Linked DNA regions of Sus scrofa: region 2 is linked to region 1. Evidence: chromatin contacts called from public Hi-C data. All regions are on one chromosome and are shown on one strand. Each heading gives the region's core, a stretch centred on a gene start, on an enhancer-like site or on the middle of the called end of the contact. The rest is flanking DNA. Distances are from core to core; before and after follow the strand shown. Region 1 overlaps LOC110260223 (a long non-coding RNA gene). Region 2 overlaps LOC106509952 (a long non-coding RNA gene).

The links. Hi-C and Micro-C count contacts between places; a contact is called where the count stands out from the background.
Region 2: a Hi-C map of fetal liver shows a contact between it and region 1, with 2.9 times the contacts expected there. The contact joins two enhancer-like sites. A contact is called at or near these places in 3 of 47 Hi-C or Micro-C datasets (fetal liver, liver and skeletal muscle).

The regions. Positions count from the first base shown.
Region 1 is chr4:11,951,686-11,956,210 of Sscrofa11.1, forward strand. The region is part of intron 2 of LOC110260223 (a long non-coding RNA gene); the gene reads right to left. Among named protein-coding and RNA genes, the nearest start is that of MYC, 510 kb to the right of the region's middle. Within about 2 kb of position 2,551, at least 6 of the 83 cell types and tissues checked have an H3K27ac peak or open chromatin away from gene starts, as enhancers often do. A contact at or near this core is called in fetal liver and liver, where this site is marked.
Region 2 is chr4:12,195,339-12,199,863 of Sscrofa11.1, forward strand. It overlaps LOC106509952 (a long non-coding RNA gene), which reads right to left. Exons shown (of 6, transcript XR_002343095.1): 5 at 1,210-1,320. Among named protein-coding and RNA genes, the nearest start is that of MYC, 260 kb to the right of the region's middle. Within about 2 kb of position 2,578, at least 12 of the 83 cell types and tissues checked have an H3K27ac peak or open chromatin away from gene starts, as enhancers often do. A contact at or near this core is called in fetal liver and liver, where this site is marked.

The DNA of each region.
Region 1 (4,525 bases), core at 1,301-3,800:
GTCCCTTTCAATACCTGCTTTCCCCCGATTTCCCCATTTAAGGAAGTAACTCCATGGTGTCTCACTTCAAAAATCTGAATTAGGAGTTCCCATCGTGGTGCAGTGGTTAACAAATCCGACTAGGAACCATGAGGTTGAGGGTTCGATCCCTGCCCTTGCTCAGTGGGTTAACGATCCGGCGTTGCCGTGAGCTGTGGTGTAGGTTGCAGACTCAGCTCAGATCCCGCGTTGCTGTGGCTCTGGCGTAGGCGGGTGGCTACAGCTCTGATTGGACGCCTAGCCTGGGAATCTCCATATGCCATGGGAGCGGCCCAAGAAATGACAAAAAGACAAGAAAAAAAAAAAGTTAATAAAAATAAAATCTGAATTATTGTTGATTCTTTTCTTCACTCACCTTCTAAGTCCAACTGGTCATTATGTCCTATTGACCTTACACGTTGCTTAACCTCCCTGAGCGTCAGATGCCTCCTCTGAAAAATAACGGACACTAATGTATCTCATCCAAGGCTGTTTGATAATTAATTTAGACAACATCCTTCTAGTCCTTGACCAGCCATCCTGCTGGAAATACCAATAATCAGCATTGAGTATAAAGTGACACCTCTGAGATCCATGGGATAAACATTCGTGGGGCTCAGGCTGAATCCCAGGCACTACACCAGGGACATGGCAATGAAAAAGATGGGCGCACCCCTGCTCTCCTGGAGCTGAGAATCCAGAGGGTTAAAAGTAGGTGGTGGAGGGAGAAACCGACAAAAGAAACAGCAAGGCGGATTTCAAAATAATTGTTGTGTAAAGAGGGACTTAAAATGAGATGATTTGAGTAGAATAATTATGTGACTGCTTAAAACTGGGTGGCCAGGGACGGCCTCTCTAAAAAGGTCGCATTTAGGCTGAAATTTGAGTGACGAGAAGGAACAGCCACATTACCAGGCTGATGGGCCAAGACAATCCCATCAGAAGGAAGAGCCAGTGCAAAGGCCCTTGGGCCAGAGTTGAACTTAGAAAGTTTAAGGAACATCAAGAAGGTCAGCAGGGCTGGATTATGAAGCTTGCTAGAGCATCCAGTCAAGGAGGGTGGCAGAAGCAGATCACAGAGGGTTTCACAAACCACAAACCATGGGAAATTTTTTGAAGGTTTTTTTTCCCTCAGTGATAAGGGAGGCAGCAAGGTGTTTTAAACAGAAGAGTCATTTAAGTCTTATTTGCCTTCTTAAAAAATCACTCCAAGTGCTTTGTAGGCAATGGATGATAGGATGACAAGAGTAGAAAGAGGACCAGGGAGGAAAATATTTGCAGTGGTTCAAGCTAGAGGAGATGGTGGCTTCAACTGGGGTAGAAACAGGGAGGTAGGTTAGCAGTGGGACATTCTGGATGTGTTTCAATGGCAAGTCAAGAGGATTTCATGACCCATTAGACCTTGAAGGTGGAAGGAAAAAAAAAAAATTCAAAGATAACTCAGAGTTCTGGCATGCAAAACGGTAAAGCTACCTAGCGGACAAAATCCAAGGAAAAGTAGGTTTGCAAAAGAAAATCAAGAGTTCTGCTGTGGTCATGTTACTGTTACGATGCCTCCGGCATCCTCGTGGAGATGTCAGGTTGGCATTTAGATATCAAAGTCTGAAGAGGTGAAAATTCGAGAGTACCTGGAATCCCAGATTCCATTTGAGGGTCCGTCTCTGAAACGTATTACGTATTTATATGTTCTGGACTCTTACATCTTAGGAAAACTCAGCTGAAAGACATAATTTCTACCTTCAAGATACTCTCACTATTTTTACCATGGGAAAAAGAGACAGATAAACAAGAGCGCCATCGTTGTCTCTGGGGTAGCATGGATTCTATCCCCAGGCCAGTGCAGTGGGTTAAGTAAGGATCCAGTGTTGCTGCAGCTATGACATAGGTTGCAGCTGTGGCTCAGATTTGATCCCTGGCCTGGGAACTTCCATATTGCATGGGCATGGCCCCTCAAACCAAACAAAAACAAACAAAAAAGGGATACCATATCGTTTAGTAAGCACTAGGATGAGGTGTTTATAAAATGCTAAACCATGTGACTTTCAACCATGCTCTTAGGTGCCTCTGGTCGTCAGTTCTGCCACCCACAAATGCAGATAAAACCACCTGCCTGGCAAACAAGACAATAGGCACATCCCAACGGAAATGATGTTGATGGAAGTAAATGGGAAACAAAGAGTCTGAATTATTATCCCCCTACCAAAAGGAGAGAGAGAGAGAGAGAGAGAGAGAGAGAGAGAGAGAGAAGAAAGCTGGCATGAAGAGCTTATTCATAAACTTACGAGCAAAGTACAGGGCTAAGTTCTGGCTGATAGGACTTAAATGAGCCCGCCTATCTAATCACTGCAGCAGGAAATGTAATTCTCCACAAAGCTATATTGCTAGGAGGGAATTTGCATGAGGCCTAAGATAGGATGGAAAAGTTCCTCTCCTGCTGCTGCAGCTGAGTGATAGCTCCTAAAACACACATACACAAAGGACATGGTGGCTGTTTGTTCCAGACCAGCTTGCCCTTGACCCTGAGCAAAAGTTCAACCTTCAAACATTCTACCGATGACATCACCCTGTCCAACGGTGAGAGCAATGAGCCACGGAGTGGATATGCCCCGTGTTAGAACTATGACACTGTCCCCTGATGACAGCAGCATGCGACCAAGTCCCTTAGCCTCATTTTCCCAAATTATGATCTGGTTGTGCAAACCATCTCCCAGGTAACTGTGAAGATTTATCGAGACAGTGCAAGCCCAAAATATGGGGCGTGGTGCCAAATGATTGTCCTAATAGTGGAGGGCAAAAATGGCATATGTATTGATTCCACTTTCACTCACTCACGGAGGCCACAAATGGGTTTCGTAGATCCGGATATTGTCTACACTAAGCAGAAGGGAATAAACAAGTGCAGAATAACTACATGAAGTGCTTGAAGGCGCAATAATAGACCTCTGGCTACAAATGCTTTCCCCTGTACCAAGGACCCTTTCCTACTGAGCCCAGGTGATGCCCAGAAATTGGAAAAAACCAATTGTATGATTCACAAGTTCAATAGCACCTTTGTTTGAGAAGACTGACACTGGCACTCGATGAGAGAATAAAGAACAGTTCCCATCACTGTATAATTACCTCCACTTTCTTTCTCCCCCCATTGAAAGGCAAAGGCTTACTTTGACAAAGGAAACGTTAAAACCTGCTTCTGCTCTGGCAGGTTAAAAAAAATATGTCATTTTAAGGTTCCTCTAAATATGATCGACTCTTACAGCAGGGAGAATATTCATTGCAATAAATTATCTTCACCTTGTAAAAGTTGTATTACACAAAAAGTAAAGGTTTGCTTAGGCTAATATTTTCCAAATTAGATTAATTGGCACATTGGATCTATAGGATGTTAACAGATATTAGTGGGACGAAATGGCCCCGGGATTCCTGGGTTTGGAAAGACTAAGGTAAGACTTAAAACTACTATAAAAATTAAAGAGTTCGTTCTACTGTTGAGTCATTTCATCTTTAGAATCTCAGTCTCTAGTAGAAGATAAATCATTGCCCAAATTCACTGGCTCCCTAGAGCAGCTTAGAGGACTTTGGGAAATGTTGCCTGGAGTCAGGGGAATGGACCGGATTAACTTGCCAAATCCCTTCTGGCCCAAATCAGCCCAAATGAATACATTTCCCACCACATAAAATTCAATTGGAAACTACAAATAGGCTGTGGGATGTTTGCAAACTCTGCAAAATGTTCTCTGACATCCTCGTGGCTCCCCTTAGGTATTCATGTAAGGTTTTTATTCATCAAACTTGTATTAGAAATCTGCTATGGGCTAGGCACTGTGATTAAGGCAGAGGGCTGCTCTCTTAGAAAGATGATGCTCTCAAATTGTAAAGATGAGAGAGAGAAGGGAATTCCACATCAGAATAGAGGATGTTAGGATTAGAGAAACCCTGGAGAGGTAGGATGCAAAAGAAGAGCCTGCAAGGAGTTCTCATTATAGCACAGTGGGTTAACAAACTGACTGCAGTGGCTCAGGTCACTTCAGAGGCACGGGTTTGATCCCCAGCTGTGCACTGGGGGTTAAAGGCTCTGGCATTGCCACAGATGTGGCACAGTTCTCAGCTGTGGCTCAGATTCAATCCCTGACCTGGGAACTCCTATATGTCATGGATGTGGCCATAAAAAATAAAAAAATTAAAAGAAATACAATAGAAGGAGAGGTAAGAGTTGAATTTAATCAAATGTGTTTATTGAGAGAGTCCTGTTAGAGGCTTTCCGTTAGGTTTCAGGAGCACCATAGGAAACAAGGCCCTAGGCTGGTCTTGAAAGAGTTAACTCTCTGTTGAGAAAAACAGAGGACCAGATTTTGCTTTAGAAGGACGCTTTTGGTTCCTGCGTGGAAGGACAAGCTGATGACTAGGATCGAGGTACTATAAGCAAAAGTTAGACTGACCTACAGCAATGGCAGTGAAAATGGGGAGAAATAGGAGTTCCTGTCGTGGCTCAGTGGTTAATGAACCTGAC
Region 2 (4,525 bases), core at 1,328-3,827, 240 kb after region 1:
TCCATGAGGATGCGGGTTTGATCCCTGGCCTTGCTCCGTCTGTTAAGGATCAGGTGTGGCTGTGGTGTAGGCCACTGGCTACAGCCCTGATTTGACCCCTAGCCTGGGAACGTCCATATGCCATGGGCGTGGCCTTAAAAAAGAGAAAGAAAAAAAAAAAAAAAAAAGAAAAAGAAAAAGAGGAGTTCCTGTCATGGCTCAGCAGAGGACACAGGTTCAATCCCTGGCCTCACTCAGTGGGTTAAGGATCCGGTGTTGCTGTGAGCTGTGGTGTAGATCGCAGACTTGACTCGGATCCTGTGTTGCTGTGGCTGTGGTGTAGGCCATCGGCTACAGCTCCAATTTGACCCCTGGCCTGGGAACCTCCAGGAGTGGCCGTAAAAAGACAAAAGAGAAAAAAGAAAAGAAAAATGAATGGCCTAAGTACATCAACTTTTCAGAGAATGTGGAAGTGACCATTCATTCGGCCAGTGAGAATTTATTTTAAACTATTTTAAAGACATTTACTAAGTGCCAAACACCATAAAATACTGCCATTTCCACGGGCTCTTTTCACAACCCTGTGAGGCAGGCATCCTTATTCCCACTTTATATGTGAGAAATTTGGGGCTCAGAGAGGTGGAGGTGCCCAGATGGTAAGGCATGGACCTGGTTCCAGAGCCCAGGCTCTCCTCCCAACATCAGTGGTTCCTTCAGTCCTCAGGAAAGGAAGAGTGATCCAGAGCCTTCTGACACCGGGTGGGGGTGGGGGGTGAACCCGAGGGTTCTAGAGGCACATCGGGAGGGGATCCTGGACCCACTCGTTAGCATAGCTTCAGGAGCAAGCTACTTACCTTCCTGCGCCTCAGTTTCCTCCTCTGCCAACTGGGGTGATACAGGACCACCACCCAACCCTGTGCTGTGACAGTGAAGGGAGAAAATGCATGGGAAGCACCTGGAGGCATTTCCAGCACAGAATCAGTAGCCAGTGGAGGCCAGGATGATACTAACATGATCATCCTAGTACATGGACACGGTAGCTCAGAGCGGCCACTGGGCTCAAAGCCCAGCCATCATCTATTTTCTAATGCGACCCTCTACCTCGAGGTGAGGTGCGGCTGCTGGCTGGGCGAGAGGCCATCCAGCGCTGCCACTGGGCAGGGCCGGCATCCCCACTGCCCTTCTCAGCTTCTTTCTTCCTGGGACTTTGTGCACTCTGAAACGCCTTACCTGGATGTGGATCTGCCATCCTGCTAATTGCCTGTCTCTCCAACTAGGATCCAAGCTCCGAGGCTGCCTCGTTCAGGGGGCGGGGCACACAGTAGGGCGCTCAGCAGGTGTCTGCGGAACGAATGGATGAATAAACGTAAGTTCCCCAGGGCCGGGCTGTATGGGCTCTACGTCTGCCGATGCCCCCGCCACGTACAACCCCCAGCACTAGTGGCGCTCAAGTTGCTACTGAGAAGCCTGCCAGCTCCTCGTGCCTCAGTTCAGGGCGTGATACAGCCCTTGGTCCTCTGCTGGGGATTAAGCTGAAGACTGGCCTTGCCACGCGCCAGGCCTGTGGTTAGCAGTTTCCATTCTGGGATCCTCGCTCCCTTTCTTCCTCTCCTCGGGGCTCAGACTGGCCTAAGGACCAGTCCAAAGGGAAAAGAAGCCAGAGCGAAAGAAAGACGAAGAGGCCGCTGGGAGTTGGTCACAAGCGCCTGCAGACTCGCGCATGCGCACAAGGGTTATGCGGGCCGGCTCTGGTCTAGATGCTTCAGGGAACTCTGTGACTGTGGGTGAGTCACTCTCCCTCTAGGTCTCCGTCTCTCTGATGGTAAAAACCATTGAAGAACCCTCGAAGAAATTTTCAAACGGTTGTTTCACCTTGAAAATGCTAGGAAGAAGAAATCACCTGGGGCTCTCCTGAGAACAGGATCCAATGGGTTAAGGCTTTCTCACGGTTTTTGTAAGCCCAGCATACAGCATATCAACTAGATTAAATCTACCCTGCCCCCACTAAAAGAAAAAAAAAATTAATTCCCATGCAACTGCAAAAATTGACTAGAACTTGAGAAGCTGCTCTAAAATTTCATATAAATACGTATCAGTATTTAACTCTTGTAGCTTCGTTTTCCTATTTTGAGACAAATAATTGTGTCTATTCATTTGCTAACTTATGTGTGGCTCCCTGAAATACCGTTAAGTCCCAGGGACTCTGCTTAGAGGGCAGTGCCTTCCTGGTCCGATGGACTAGCTGAGATGTTTGGTGAAAATGCCATTTTCCGGACATTCCTCTGCCCCCGTCCCCCAAGCCGCTCTATCAGAAAATCAGGCGGAGGAGCCTAGGAACCTACATTTTAGCAAGATTCCCAGGTGATCATTTGCAAACTGAAGTTTGAAAACCACGGCCATAAAAAGAAGGCGAGAAAAGGGACTAGGGGAGGCAATTCTGGAGGATGCAGGAGGGTTACAAAGGGGACCTAAGAAGCGAAGGTGAAACAGAGACAACCGGGCAGCAGCTCAGTTTTGCATGTGTGCACCCTGCTTCTGCCCACGTGTGCCCTGTGTGCTCCACCAGTGTAAACAGACTCTGCAAAACTCTGACTCACCCTCTGCTGACCCCTCCCCCAGCCCTGGAAAAACCGATACTCAAAACTCATGAGGCCTGGGTCTACATCCGCTATTGTGATTTGCGGGAAGAGAACGCTTTCATTGTATCACTACCAGGAGGCTTGAAGACCGAAACCCACCACTAGCAGGGACTGGTACTACAGGAGGGAATATAAATAATACTGTCAGCCAGATGTCTGTTGCAATCGGCTCTACCTCTGGCTGGTGAGAGGTGTGAGCTCCAGCAGGGAGCATTCTTCACTTAGGCATGGGGAGGGAGGTTTTGTTTAATGTCAAGCCACTCACGCCAAGTGCTGGAACATACACCCTCCTCACCCAGGATTTGCAGGTGTATTTAAGTTTCTGCAACGATCAGAGATGGAGTCCCGTTATCAGATGCCATCTGGCTTAGCTAGTTTCCAAGGTGCCAGGAAGATGTCAGGCTAAAAGGGGTTAAGGAAGGACTGAACTGATACCAAGCCGCTGGTGCTGGGGTTTTCCCAGGTATATTTCACATCTGTTGCCCTGGGGTGTTATCGGTTCCATTTTTCTGATGAGGAAACCAAGACACAGAAAATCTGTGGTTCCGTGGGCAGTGGTTAACGAATCGATAGAACATGAGGTTGCGGTTCGGTCCTGCCTTGCTCAGTGGTTACGATCGGCGTTGGTGAGCTGTGGTGTAGTCGCAGCGGCTCGATCCGCGTTGTGTCTGGCGTAGGGTGCTAAGCTCGATAGACCTAGCTGGAACCCATATGCGCGGAGCGCCAAGAATAGCAACAACAACAAAAGACAAAAAAAAAAAAAAAAAAAAAAAAAAGAAAAAAAAAAAAAAAAAAAAGATCTGTGACATGCCTACCATCCTGTAAGACCGAAGTCCGGATCTGGCTAACCCCAGACTTCACGTTCAGTGCTTTATGCAGCGCTGCCTCAAAATTCATACCCTCTAAGCAATGCGGGAAGGAGAGGGGAGGGGAGGGTCTGTTCTAGAAAGAAGCGAGCCTAAGGAAACTCATTTCCCCATTCAGTGAGGAAACCAAAGTAATTCCTCAAACAATTTAATTCACGAATAATAAATGCTCATCGGGAAAAATTAAGGATTAAGGAATAAGGAAAAAAAAACCATGTAATCACATCCCCCCCGGTGGTGTTTATACTTCTAGGCTTTTTTTTTTTTTTTCTAGCCAAATACATATATTTTTTTCCTAGTATACAAATAAAATGATACACTTTTGTGATTTTATAAACACATTTTTACATGGGTTTTTAATTTTTAAATGTTTATAATTTTTTACATGGATAATTAGTGACAACTTTCCAATCCTAATTTTCTGTGAATTAGCTCAATCCACATTTCCTTGCAGATTCTCAGAGAGAGAGATAAAACCTTTTACTTCTTTTAGTTTGTTTCCTGGTGACTGTGCATCAGCCATTAATGCATTTAGGAAAAATTAAAGTGTTCTGTCTAAATCCTTTGTTCTACTGGATGATACAACCTTAGAAAACATACCCCCCCAAAAAAAAAATCAGGTAGGTCTCCTCCTCTCCACAGAGGAAAACAGAGCACAGGTTTTTGCAGCAACTGAGAAAATGATTTTTTTTGGAAAAGTATCTTAATGCCGAAGGAAAACGTGGTTCTTCTAAGCAGAAGGGACAGGACCTCCCACTGCCCCCTGCCCGCCCCCCTACAGGAAACAGCCCCAAATGGCCCCCAGGCCCCTCTTCCAGCCATCCCCTAGTTGGGAGAATGAAAAATAACCTCCTTTCCATCGACCCTCATGCTAACGAGGCTCCCTATTGAGACACAGTTAATCACATCAATTAAGAGCCCTTTACGCTTGGCCTCGCCTGCCCAGCTCAGGCCCTCTGCCCAGGGGAAGGTGGATAAGATAAGTCATGTCCTGAGATTATTTATATATTTCTTTCTTTCCCCGCCCCACCTATGTTGTTT